Linked DNA regions of Mus musculus: region 2 is linked to region 1. A link is a contact called in public Hi-C data. All regions are on one chromosome and are shown on one strand. The core of a region is the stretch at or near the end of the contact, and the rest is flanking DNA. Distances in the headings are between cores, read along the strand shown. Region 1 holds the start of Crtc1 (CREB regulated transcription coactivator 1). Region 2 holds the start of Iqcn (IQ motif containing N).

What was found. Hi-C and Micro-C count contacts between places; a contact is called where the count stands out from the background.
Region 2: a contact with region 1 is called in a Hi-C map of CD4 T cells, with 2.9 times the contacts expected there. The contact joins the promoter of Iqcn here to the promoter of Crtc1 in region 1. A contact is called at or near these places in 1 of 484 Hi-C or Micro-C datasets (CD4 T cells) and 2 of 115 datasets of contacts at active chromatin or transcription factors (embryonic stem cells and pancreatic cancer cells).

Annotation. Positions count from the first base shown.
Region 1 is chr8:70,438,103-70,444,533 of GRCm38.p6, reverse strand. It overlaps Crtc1 (CREB regulated transcription coactivator 1), which reads left to right and starts at 4,961. Exons shown (of 14, transcript NM_001004062.2): 1 at 4,961-5,101. The coding sequence starts at 4,976.
Region 2 is chr8:70,699,060-70,705,661 of GRCm38.p6, reverse strand. It overlaps Iqcn (IQ motif containing N), which reads right to left and starts at 3,637. Exons shown (of 4, transcript NM_001370847.1): 1 at 2,091-3,637. Jund (jun D proto-oncogene) reads right to left here. Exons shown (of 1, transcript NM_010592.5): 1 at 5,046-6,602. The coding sequence ends at 5,579.

The DNA.
Region 1 (6,431 bases), core at 3,712-6,211:
GTGAGTGTGTGTGAGTGTGTGTGTGTGTGAGTGTGTGTGTGTGTGTGTGTGAGTGTGTGTGTGTGTGTGTGTGTGTGTGTGTGTGTGTGTGTGTGTGTGTGCATCTGTGTAGATGTCAGAGGAGTACTTGTGAGAGTCGGTTCTCTCATTCTACTGTGGCAGTCCTGGGGATTGAACTCAGGTCAGCACTGCAAGTGCCTTTACCTGCTGAGCCATCTCTCAGTGTCTCTCACTAAATGTGGAAGTCATGCTTCAGCTAGCCTGCGTGCCAGTGAGCCCCAGGAATCCTCCAGTCTGTAACTTCTTGAACTTGGGATTAGAGTCATGTGCACTGCACAGCAAGCACTGTGCTGCCTGAACTATCTCACCGCTCACAGATCCAGTTTTCTGTCCTGTAGTCATAGTTGTACCTGGCTCTGTAGCTCTACCTGGCATGTGTTCCATGCCAGTTTCCCCAGTGTCACCTCCCTCTTTCCTTTCTCCTGCCCTTCACTCTAGCAGGCTGCAGCCTGCCTTGGGGCCTTAGCACTTGCAGTGTGCTCTGTGTGGCTTCCCAGGCCCCAGCACTCAGGCTGCACACACTTGTAGGCTTAAATATTTCAAAACCTTTTTTTTTTTTTTTTGAGACAGGGTTTCTCTGTGCAGTCCTGACTGTCCTGGAACTCACTCTGTAGACCAGGCTGGCCTCGAACTCAGAAATCCGCCTGCCTCTGCCTCCCAAGTGTTGGGATTACAGGCATGTGCCACCACTGCCCGACCTCAAAACCTATTTTTAATAAGCGTTCTGACATGCTTTAACCTTCCTTCTAGTCCATCACCCTCCAGAGATAGTGAAAAGAAGGTTTTTAGGATACGGGGAAAGTGAACCTGTTTAGAAACAGTTCTTTGGGTCGAGTTCAGTCTCTAATTGTCAGGATATCAGGTGTCTAGTTCAGTTGTGTCAGGAGAGCAAACATGAATCAGCAGTGGTGGCATGACCCAGCAGAAACCCCAGGCCTCAATGAATCAGCACAAGTCAGCAGGAGCCACCAGGACCAGGAAGGACACCAGGAGAAGTTCTCGGCTGTGCCTCTCTCAATAAAGTGAAGATCATCAAAGACGAAGACTTGAGACCAATGAAGTGTTGAAAAGCCAGCTATGCAAGCCCCCTTCCCCCATTACTGTCCATTGGGTCCTGTTTATACTCCCTCCAAGCATCATGTGTCCTCCCACTGGTCTTGCCTCATTAAAACGCCATGTGAGTCTGTCTTAGCAAAACTCTGACAGATCCAGAAATTTCCATTTCACTATGCCAATTGGCCCAAGTCTGGAGAAGCGGCCAGAAGACTCCAGAACACCACCAGAAGTTTTTAGTGCATTTCTTTCTATGAATTCACAACAAACAATGACTGGTACGGAATGGCAAGGCATACCAATACCATACAGCATCATCCACCATCTGTTGGGTTATATATTTCCTTTTTAGCATCATGTTTCCTTTCTTTCTTTTTTTTTTTGTTTTTGTTTTTGTTTTTGTTTTTTGGAGACAGGGTTTCTCTTTATAGCTCTGGCTGTCCTGGAGCTCACTTTGTAGACCAGGCTGGCCTCGAACTCAGAAATCTGCCTGCCTCTGCCTCCCAAGTGCTGGGATTAAAGGCGTGCGCCACCACGCCCGGCTCATGTTTCCTTTCTTATGTTTGCTATAGGAAAACATCCTTTCTCCTGTGTCTGCTTCAGGAAAGCATTCTTTCATGTGTCTGCCCCAGCAAAACATCCTTTCACCTGTGTGTCCCAGCAAACCATCATTTGACATAACTGACTTTCCAAAGAAACCAGAAGTTTGCACTGCACACACCCATTCACACCCACACATGAACACATGCACATGTACATCACACATGCAACTAAAGTTAACTAAACTTATTTGTTTCTGTACGCCTTTGTGAGTACAGTGAACAAGGAGGCCAGAAGAGGGTGTTGGGGCTGGAGAAGAAGAAGAGGAAGAAGAATAGGGAGAAGAAGAGGGTGTTGGATCCTCTGTAACTAGAGCTGCAGCTGCAAATGGTTATGAGCTGCTGTGTGGAAGATGAGATTCAAACCCAATTACCAACTGCCTTAGTCACTGTTCTATTGCTGTGAAGAGGCAACTCTTACAAAGAAAACATTTAATTAGGGCTGGCTTACAGTTTCAAAGGTTTAGTCCATGATCGTCATGGTGGGAGCATGACAGCATGCAGGCAGACATGGTGCTGGAGAAGGAGCTGGGAGTTCTACATTGATCCATAGACAGCAGGAAGAAAGACACTGGGCCTGGCTTGAGTGTTTGAAACCCCAAAGCCACCCTTAGTGATACTCTAACAAGGCCACATCTCCCAGTCCTGCCTAAGTAGTGCCACTACCTGTTAATATGTGCCTACAGGAGCCATTTGGTTGTTTTTTTTTTTTAAAGATTTATTTTATTTATTATATGTAAGTACACTGTAGCTGTCTTCAGACACCAGAGACGGAATCAGGTCTTGTTACAGATGGTTGTGAGCCACCATGTGGTTGCTGCGATTTGAACTCAGGACCTCTGGAAGAGCAGTGAGTGCTCTTAACCACTGCTCCATCTTAACCATCTCTCCAGCCCCTACAGGAGCCATTTGTATTCAGACTACCACACTTCCTACTGAGCCATCTCTCCAGACCCTGCCTGGGAACGTTCAATCCTTCTGCCTCAGTTTCCCCAATGCTGGCATGACAAGTGTGAGGAAATAAGGGAGGGGGACACCTGGGTGTATGATTCTCTCCATATCTCCCTCATCCATCCTGGGAGGCAGTGACCAATGGATCCAGTCGTCGTCAGGCCATTGTTCCACCACTCTGGGGGATAGGACTGATAAGTTACAGCCAAGGCTGTGGGGTGAATGGAGTGAGGACACAGCCCCCAGGTGGTTACCTGCTGACCTCTACTCCCTCCCAGCCCATGTCTGCTCTGTTCTCCTGTGTCTGTGATGGGTTCCCTTCAGACCAGAGTAAATGGCAGAGACAGCTGGTGTTTATCAATGCACATTAATTTCACTAAAGCCTTCTAAAGCCATGGGAGACAGCCAGGATCACAGTCAGAGCCCAATTATAGCCAGGGGTCCCCCTTCCAGGCAGCTGTAGGCTTTGTCTGTGCCTTTGACCTCTCAGGACAATAGTGAGAACTAGCTGGTAGACAGAAGTGTGTCCCATCTCCCCTCTTCCTGGCAGAGATGGTGGTCTCAGGCATTGCCAGGTAGGAAAGATGGACCTAAGTAAATTTGGAAGGACACAATGGCCCCAGTAGCGGAAAGGCCTGTGTCTCCAGCTTCACACAGTTCAAAGTCTTACCACCTTGAGGCTCTGTTTTCCTCTGTGTGGTCTGGGTTTCATACAGTCTCCTTCAGCACAGCATGTGTGTGTGTGTGCATGTGTGCCACAGACATGTGTGCCTTTTTCTGATCCCTTCTACTTCTTCATGTGAAGCAGAGCATCCCACTGAATGGAACGTGAGGCTCCCCTTTCAGTAGAGTGATTGGCCAGTCCCCTATCTGCAGCACTCAATGGCCACGCCAAACTTTAATGTGTGTGCCTGTACAGCAAATGCTAGCATAACGGAGCCTTCTCTCTAGCTCTATTTGTTTTTATTTATTTATTGCTTGCTTTTCTTTTCTTTTTTTTTTTTCTGAGGCAGGGTTTCTCTGTGTAGCCCTGACTGGGTAATCGCTTTGTAGACCAGGCTGGCCTTGAACTCAAAGAGAACTGCCTGCCTCTGCTGGGATTAAAGGCACGTGCCACTATGCCTGACCTTAGCTCTCTAATTTTTCTTTCTTTCTTTTTTTTCAAGACAGGGTTTCTCTGTAGTCCTGGCTGTCCTGGAACTCACTCTGTAGACTAGGCTGGCCTGGAACTCAGAAGTCTGCCTGCCTCTGCCTCCTGAATACTGGGATTAAAGGTGTGTGCCACCACTGCCTGGCAATATTTTTAAATTTAAAACATTTATCTATGTATCTCTGTGTGTGTGTGTGTGTGTGTGTGTGTGTGTGTGTGCACATGCTATGTGTATATTTAACTTCTTGCCAAGGCCAGAAGAGGGCGTTGGATTTCTAGAACCTTAGTTGCAAGGGCATATGAGCTATTCCATGGGATCACAAAGTCAGGTCTTTCTCGAGGACAGCAGGTGCCCTTAGTCTCTGAGCAATCTTTCCATCTTTCCAGAGAGCCCCCCCCCATTTGTCTTTTTTTCTCCGTGTCCTGTGTCACAGGCTGGTTTGAACTCACTCTACAGGTAAGGGTGGCTTGAATTCCCCATCCCCTTGGCTCCAGCTGGTCGTACCATCATGGCCAGTACTGTCTTTTTTCTTAGAAGGCGCAGCACATTTCTCCCATTTGAAACTTTATTATAAGTGTGGTGTGTGTGTGTGTGTGTGTGTGTGTGTGTGTGTGTGTGTGTGTGTGTATTGCTGGGGACCGAACCCCGGCTTCTGTGTGCCAAGTCAGGCTCTGCCCAGGAACTGTACTTTGGGACCCCTGCTCAATTCCTGGTAGGAAGTCTGCTCCCTTCCCCGGCTGTGTAGCCCAGGGCCCACTCTGTTCATGCCTGTGCCCTGGAATACAGCAGGCGCGCCAACAAGTCCTCAGCGAATGCTGGAGTCCAGTGAATGCAGGCATCAGTTCTGCCGTGTCCTCTGCCACTCAAGTCCCTCGCTGATGGGACAGGACCCGGACCGCTGTCCAGCGAACCACGCGCACTGCAGTGCGCCTGCGTAGGCACGCCCCTCCCAGGCTCCCGACGCGTTGCCCAGGCACGCGCAGGCGTGTTCACCCCAACGCCACACGCCTCTCCCGCGCGCCGGCGCCACGCTCTGGGCCGTGCTTGCGCCTGCGCGTTCTCTCCGGCCGTGGGCCCGGCCGGCGCCTGCGCGGTGGCTCCCGAGAGTGGGGGGGGCCAGGAGGTGGAGGAGGAGTAGGAGTAGGAGGAGGCGGCGAGAAGATGGCGACTTCGAACAATCCGCGGAAATTTAGCGAGAAGATCGCACTGCACAACCAGAAGCAGGCGGAGGAGACGGCGGCCTTCGAGGAGGTCATGAAGGACCTGAGCCTGACGCGGGCCGCGCGGGTGAGAGCGCGGGGGAGGGGAGGGGAGGAGGGAGGGGAGGAGGAAGAGACGCGGGGGCGGGGCTGCGGCCGCCGCAGGTGTCCCCACGCCGCCACAGCGCTGAGCGGCTGCTCGCGAGATTGCTCTTTGGACTTGACAGGTGGTCCCATCGCAGCTACCTGAGTGGACTGGTGTCATCTATTATTGTTGTCTGAGGGGACATGTGCCATCATCATAGCTATCAGAATGGACACGTGTCACCCCCCTGATTGCTACCTGATGGTACAGGGACTGCATCATTGCTACCTCGTAGGACCTACGACTCCATCATTGCTACCTGAGGGGGCAGGTGTCACCCTTCATTGCTACCTGGTGGGGCAGGTGTCACCCTTCATTGCTACCTGGTGGGATAGGTGCCACCATCTTTGCTACCTTCAGGGAGAGTTGTTCCCTTAGTGTTATCTGTGTGGATAAGTGGCCCCATTGTTGCTACCTTGAGGGGATAGTTGTCACCCTTTATGCTACTTGAGTGGACAGGTCTCCATTAATGCTACCTGAGTGGACGGTTGTCACCCTTCATTGTTACCTAAAGGAAAGGGGTCCTTTCATCGTTATTTGAGGGCACAGTTGTCACTCCATTGGCACCTGAGGAGGAGGTGATACTGTATCATTGTCACCTGTGCCTTCCTTGGTACTCCTACTTCTGCCGTGAAGGAGATGTTATCCCTCCTGGATAGCTGAGGATATCCCTCCTCCATGTTTGGAGTCAGCATAGAGGTGGCTGCTTGGTTCCCATGCATGACAGGGAACAGCTGCCAACAGACTGGGTGGCTGGGCCATTTGACAGGCATAGCTGGCCTTGCTAGGTTCTTGGCCAAGTGGAGTGGATGCGGAGCCTTATCCTTCCATGTCAAGTGTGTGTCATCAGACTTTCCTCAAGGGTGAAGGAGGTGATGCTGGTGTGTGGCATGTTCTGCACACCCTCAGACCTGGGTTCTGAGTCCCATGTGACCTGCCAGGGGTACTTACATGAGGCTTGGATTCATCAGTGGGCACCTTTGGGTCAGGTAATCTTATAGTCAGTTGCTTGTTTCTCCAAGATTGTGGCATCGTAGGCGAAAGTGAGTGATTGAATGTGGTGGTTTTCTCACTTTCAATCAGACTCTGTCCCCAAAGCCCTCGGGGCGGGGGAGGGGGGTGAAGGGGGGCATGTTCTCCCTCAGTGTATTGAGAAAGGCATTGAGAAAGGGCAATGAATGAACAAATAAACAGTGTATCATCTGCCGGGTGGAGATGGTGGTGCACAACTAATCCCAGCACTCGGGAGGCAGAGGCAGGATGATCTCTGAGT
Region 2 (6,602 bases), core at 2,388-4,887, 260 kb before region 1:
CACTGTGGTTACAGGCGGGTACAATCTCTCAGGTCATTTTGTGGGTGCTGGGATCTGAGCTGCTCTTCATGACTGCTGAGCAATTGCACATGGTGGCTGAGTCGCCTACATCCTGTCACGCTGCCTTGGTTGTTGGCTTTTACATTTCACTTCACATATGTGACTATTTTCCCTGTGTGTATGTCTGTGCACTGGGTGTGGTACAGTGCCTGTAGAAGCCAGGGGAGTTGGTTGTGAGCCCCCGTGTGGGTGCTCGGAACTGAACCTCTGGAACAGCAGTCAGTGCTCTTAATCTGAGCCATTTCTCCAGTCCATTTTATCATTTGATTTCATTAACCATTATTTGTAGTGTTATTATACATCTCTACTAGCTAGTTTTATGTCAACTCGACATAAGCTAATCATCAGAGTAGGAAACCTCAACTGAGAAAACGCCTCCTTCCATATGATTAGACTAAGCCAAGTGGTAGAGGCCAGCCTGGTCTACAAAGTTAATTCCCAGGACAGCTAGGGCTACCCACAGAGACCATGTCTCAAACAAACAAACAAACAACAAGAAAAGGAAGGCTGAGCAAGCCATGGCGAGGCAGCTGTAAGCAGTCCCTTCTGTGGCCTCTGCATCAGCTCCTGCCTCCAGGTTCCTGGGCTGTGGGAGTTCCTGCCCTAACATCCCTCAATGGGTGTGAAGTGTAAGCCTGACAGACCCTCCCCTTCCTAATTGCTTTCGGGCATGAAATTCATCACAACACAGAGACTGATGAGGACACTGCTGTGTGCATGCAGGTGTCCCCAGAGGTCTGAGGATGGCTCCTGGAACTGTGATTACAGAATGTTGTGAGCCTCTGGGCTCTGGAAACCATTCAGGTCCTCCATAAGAATAGCCCTGAGCCCCTCTCAAGCCCCGTGTGCACCACACAGGAACAGGCAGAGGTTAGAACAGCTCAGAACTACAGTACCATGTTGGCCAGACTAGCCTGAGAACACAGAAAAGCTGTGTGGAGGTAGGCAGGTCTCTGTGAGTCTGAGGCTACATAGCAACTTCCAAGACAGCCAGGGATATACATTGAGACCCTGTCTTATGCAACAACAACAACAACAATGAAAAACCTCATGTTTATAAGCCAGAGCTGTGGAGGTAAAGGCAAGGTCCCTGGGACTGGCTACTCACTCTGTCTTGACGAACTGGCCACTGGCCAGTGAGAACCTATCTCAAAAAACAATATGGTGCCAGGCATGTGGTGAGGAGGCAGAGGCAGATGGAGTTCTGTGAATTCCAGGCTAACCTGGTCTACATAGTAGCACCCTGTCTAATAAAAATGAAAGAAAAACCGAGTTCCAGAAGTGCGGTTACCTGTCCACGGTCACTACAGGGTCCACAGCAGAACCTGGCTCGCTGACTCCAGTCAACAAGGGTGACCACAGCCCTCTCCTTCAGGACAGGTCCCAGGGATGTCCTCGGTCCTGGAGCGGTCACCGTGTCCCCCAGGCCCTCAAGACACCCCTGGCTTCAACAATGAGCCAGCATGAGGTCAGCAACTGAGCCCCCATTCTGTGACCTCTGCAACCCAAATTTTCATCCAAATCCCAGAACACTCATGTGTACAGAGACACCTGTGAGACAAAACCCCAGCATGCTAGGAGGAGCTGTCAGCAGGCTCACAATCAGCGATTGTCATCAGACCATGATGCCCATGTCACAGGGAAAGTGGGGCTTGGACCATGGGGAGCACAATTCATGGTAACCCCACCTACACAGTAAGTTCAAGGCTTCCCTGGGCTACATAAGGCCCTATTTAAAAAAGAAAAGGAAAGCCACCAGGTGATACAGGGCCTGATAAGAGTTCAGAGGGGGAGAAACAGGGTTATGGTGTGGGGATCGGAGAGGAAATGGAGGGGCACCAGGGCAGTGGTCTAGGGATGCCTGTGAGCACATCTCTGAGACCCCTCTGCTCCATCTTAGTCACACAGAGCAAGCCCACCCTACCTTGGTGCTGGAGAAGGAAAACAGGCTCACAGGGTTGGTGCCCAAGGGACAGTACCATCATGGCTTGAGGGACCCAAATACAATCTCTAAGGGCCTAGCTACCTACCGCAGTCCAGAGAATGCAGACATTCTTGGCAAGAGCTGGGTGACAGAGTGTGGTACCCCCACCAGCCCACTCACCTATCCCCAGAGCTGAAGCCACCAGCCCTGACAGCCAGCCTTGGGAACCGGGGCACCCAAATGTCTTTATGACTCCAGGTGAGTTCCGACCAATCCCCAGCAGCATTTAGGGGAAAGGGTTCTAGAGCTTGGAACTGGGGCCCCTGACAGGACAAGAGGATCTGAGCTGTCCTGATGGTCCAACAGGGAAGGAAAATTAGGGCTCTGAGCATAGAGCTAGCCTTCCCCCCTCTTGCCTTGTGTTTGGAGGGAGTTCTGTCACCACCTGACATAGCTGCTGAGCCTCCAAGATGTCCTGGAGACATCTCCTGGAGGGCATGAAAAGACACGTGCAAAGCTTCATATGGCCTGCAACAGTCAAGCACCGAGAGTTTATGGATTTTGGTGAGTTCCAGGCCAGCCTGGGCTGCATATGGAGACCCTGTGTAGAAAAAAATAAAAGGTCATGCAGTGTGAGCCACAGCCCTAGGAGGGGGCAGATGGAGTGAAGCCAATGTTCTGGGCCACCTCCCCAGGCTGGGCTCATACCCAGTGTGAGTCATAGATGCTCCAGCCAAGGCTGACACACACCTTGGCCTATGCACAGCAGGCTCAAGCCAGAACCACTTCGCCTGGCCAAGGGGCTACTAGAACAAGGCCTCTATGCAAAGAGCAGACATACAACCCTGTGGCTTTTCCCTGCCTCTCTCCTCTGTCCTTTAGCTGTTGTGAGCACTTCTAGTGAGCCTTTTGTTTCTTTGGGCACCTAGATATGGTGGTCTTAGCCCATGTGCTAGATGAGACTCAGGGAAAGAAATGTACTTGAATTGCAGAGCCAGCCTTTCAATGCTGGGGAACAGAACTCTGAGCCCAGGCCCCCTGGGCACATGATGTGCTCTGTCAAGAGTCCTTGGTGTTTTGAGATAGGCTCCTTATATACCCCAGGCTGGACTGAAACTCATGGCCCTTCTGCCTCTACATTGCAAGTGCTTAAGTCACAGGCTTGCAGGGCCCAGCCTGGCTCTGATCAGCTGACTGGAAACACTCCCAACATCAACAAAACCTCATTGGGCCGCTGTGGTGGCACATGCCTTTAGTCCCAGAGGTGGGAAAAACTGAGTTCGAGGCCAGTCTGGGCTATACAGTAAGACATCATCTCAAACAACACAAATCTTTATAAAGATCCAGATTCCATCTAACACTACAAAAGCAGAACACTGCAGACACTGGTGTACATGGTATCCCAACATTTCAAGGGCCAAAGGAGAGGTCAGAGTTCAAATTTCTACTATGCTGTTCACAGCCTGTAGAACAGGTTTCTGGGCCACTGCTGTGTAATAGGGGTACAATAATCTTGGCCCAGCTGGGCAGTGGTGGCACACACCTTTGATCCCAGCACTTGGGAGGCAGAGGCAGGAGGATTTCTGAGTTTGAGGTCAGCTTGGTCTATAAAGTGAGTTCCAGGATAGCCAAGGCTACAGGAGAAAAACCCTGTCTCAAAAAAAAAAAAAAACCCACAAAACAACAATAATAATAATCATCTTGGCCCTGAGAGGGACAGGGAAGAGGGGAACCAAGATCAGGACACCCCCTTTTCAGAGCACATAAGATAGAGGCCCACAAAGGAAGAGTATAGCTTTCATAGCTGCTGCAAAACTCCACCATGGTACCCAAGCTGGAACTCTTATGTGCCCGAAGCTCAGGAGAGTGCCTGCCCAGGAAACTCAGCCCTGGGCTCCATCCTCACACTGTATGAACTAGATTGTCATCCCAGCATCCAGGGAACCTATGTTCAAGCCTTTTCATTACTAGCTTTAGTCTTACTAGACAGGGTGTGTAGCCTGGGCTGGTCTAGGATTGAGGAGTCTCCCGCCTCGGCCTCCCAAATGTTAGGATGATGCCAGAACCAAGCTGGACCCACAAGAGTTCCATTCAGGGCGGGCAGGCAGGCACTCAGCAGCTGTCTAGGGACACCTGCCACCCACTGGGACTTACCATGTGACCTATCACCCACAGTGACACCCTGAGAGCCTCAAGACCCAGGGTCTCAACAGCAGTGGCCAGGGCTGACAGGAAACTGTATATATAACATGGGGGAGGGGAGGGGAGACGAGACCTAGGGTCAGATGTTCCCACTGGGCTGAGCTGGACGACCTTGATTAATCTGCTCTAAGCCCAGGGCACTGAAAACGGAGATGAAACAGGCAGGTGTGATGGCACATACCTTTAACCCCAGCACTCAGGAAGCAGAGGCAGGGGGAGCTCTGGCTGGTCTGCATAGAAAGTTCCAGAACAGTCAAGACTACATGAAGTATCCTTGTCTCAAAAATAAAGATGCTATGTGACTCAAGACAATTGCTTTACTTCGCTGAATATTGTTTCCTCAAAATAGAGCAGGTGCTGCGAGAAGGGGGCGTGTCAGGGAGATATTTAAATGCACCTACATGATTCTAGGCTCCCACATAGACTTGCAGAGAAGGCTCTGGGTCTGAGGTACCCTTTGAAACCAACAAAGGCGAATAAAATCTAGTGAGCACAGGCTGCAAGCCCAGCTCTTTTCTGTATGGATGAATCCCGGAGGCCCCAAGCTTGTAAGCACTTCCTTCTGCCCCTTCCCATGTAGTCACTCTTCTTCCTAAAGGATATACCAGCTAAATTGATAGGCTAGTCCAGGATTGCGTCCTGGTGCCACCTGGACCTGGGCCGACAGCGTGCACCTAGGTGGCGCTCGCTGCGCAGCAGATGTGCAGGCACGGCCCGCGCCCACGCCGCGTTCCCCCCCCCCAGGGGGGGGGGGAAGAAGGGGAGGAAAGAGGTTAGAGGAGGAGGGAGGGGGATGGGAGAGGGCTAGCCCCGCCCACCCTCAGCCCAGGCGGGGGAAGAAGGAGGCGGACAGCCAAGCTGGCGTAACGAAGACTTTACTGAAAACACAAAACCGGCGAACCAAGGATTACGGAACAGGAATGTGGACTCGTAGCAAAACAAAACCAAACAAAAAGAGAGGGGATGGTGTCGGGAGGAGAGAGAGCGGGGGGGGGGGGAGGGGAGAGGGTTTTTTTTTTCTTCTTCCCGTTTCTTTAAAAAACCAACACAAGGAAACACACACTCAACACGCAACCAACGTTTGTTCCCGAGTAGAAACATAAATAGGGCGGAATCGGACACTCCCGTTCTCTCTTCCAAAAGGCAAAAAAAAAAGGAAAGGCAGAGCGTGAGGCTGCGCGCCCCTTAGAGCCCCTACTCGGAGGTACAAAGGGGCAGCCACGCGCAGGACTGGGGGTAGAGAGGCGGCGCGAGGGCGGGGGTCGTGCGCTCGGGTTCCCCATCCAGAGTTAAGGGGGGTCCGGCTTGTCGAGTCCGGGGGCACCGAGTCTCGAAAGAGTCCGGGGCGCCCCCCCACCGCAGCTAGTCCGCGCATGCGCCCCGCGCTCGGGCTCAGTACGCCGGGACCTGGTGCTGGGGCAGCAGCTGGCAGCCGCTGTTGACGTGGCTGAGGACTTTCTGTTTGAGCTGCGCCACCTGCTCGCGCAGCAGGCTGGCGGTGGACGCCAGCTCGGTGTTCTGGCTTTTGAGGGTCTTGACTTTCTCCTCCAGGCGCGAGATACGCTCCAGCTTGCGCTTGCGGCATTTGGAGGCGGCGATGCGGTTGCGCAGCCTCTTGCGCTCCGCCTTGATGCGTTCTTGCGTGTCCATGTCGATGGGCGACAGCGGAGGGCTGTCGCCGAAGCTCGGCACGTCCGGCACGGTCTGCGGCTCGTCCTTGAGCGCGGCCAGGCGCGGTGGATGCGGAGGTGGCGGCGGCCCCAGCGCGCCCGGGGGCGGCGGGAAGGGCACTGGCTCCGCGGCGAAAGCCACGGTGGCCGCGCCCCCAGGGGGCCCGGCGCCACCCGCGAAACTGCTCAGGTTGGCGTAGACCGGGGTCTCCGTGGCCCCGGGGGTGGCGGCCAGGTCGGCGGGCGCGGGAGGCGCGGGAGCCCCTGAGGTGGCCGCGGTGGCCGCACCCAGCTGGCTTTGCTTGTGCAGGTCCTCCAGCGCCTTGACGAAGCCTTCGGCGAACTCCTGCTCCTCGCTAGCTGCCACCTTCGGGTAGAGGAACTGCGTACTGGTCGGGGTAGTGGTCACCAGCCCGTTGGACTGGATGATCAGCCTCTCCAGCTCCGGCGACGCGAGTTTGAGCAGCCCAAGATCCGGCGAAGCCAGCAGCCCGTCGGGGGCGCCGTCGGGGCGCAGCGCAGAAGGTGCAGTGGCCGACCCTGGTTTCAATCCCGCCGCTCCCTGCTCCGCCAGGCTGAGCGTCAGCGCGTCTTTCTTCAGCATGCTGCTCGTCGGGGGCGCCCCGGGGAAAGCGCGGCCCGGGGGCGCGAAGCCACCACCGCCGGGGGCCCCAGTAGCACCAGCGACGCTCGACGCACCCGCAGCCAGGCCGCTCAGCGCCTCCTCGCCATAGAAGGGCGTTTCC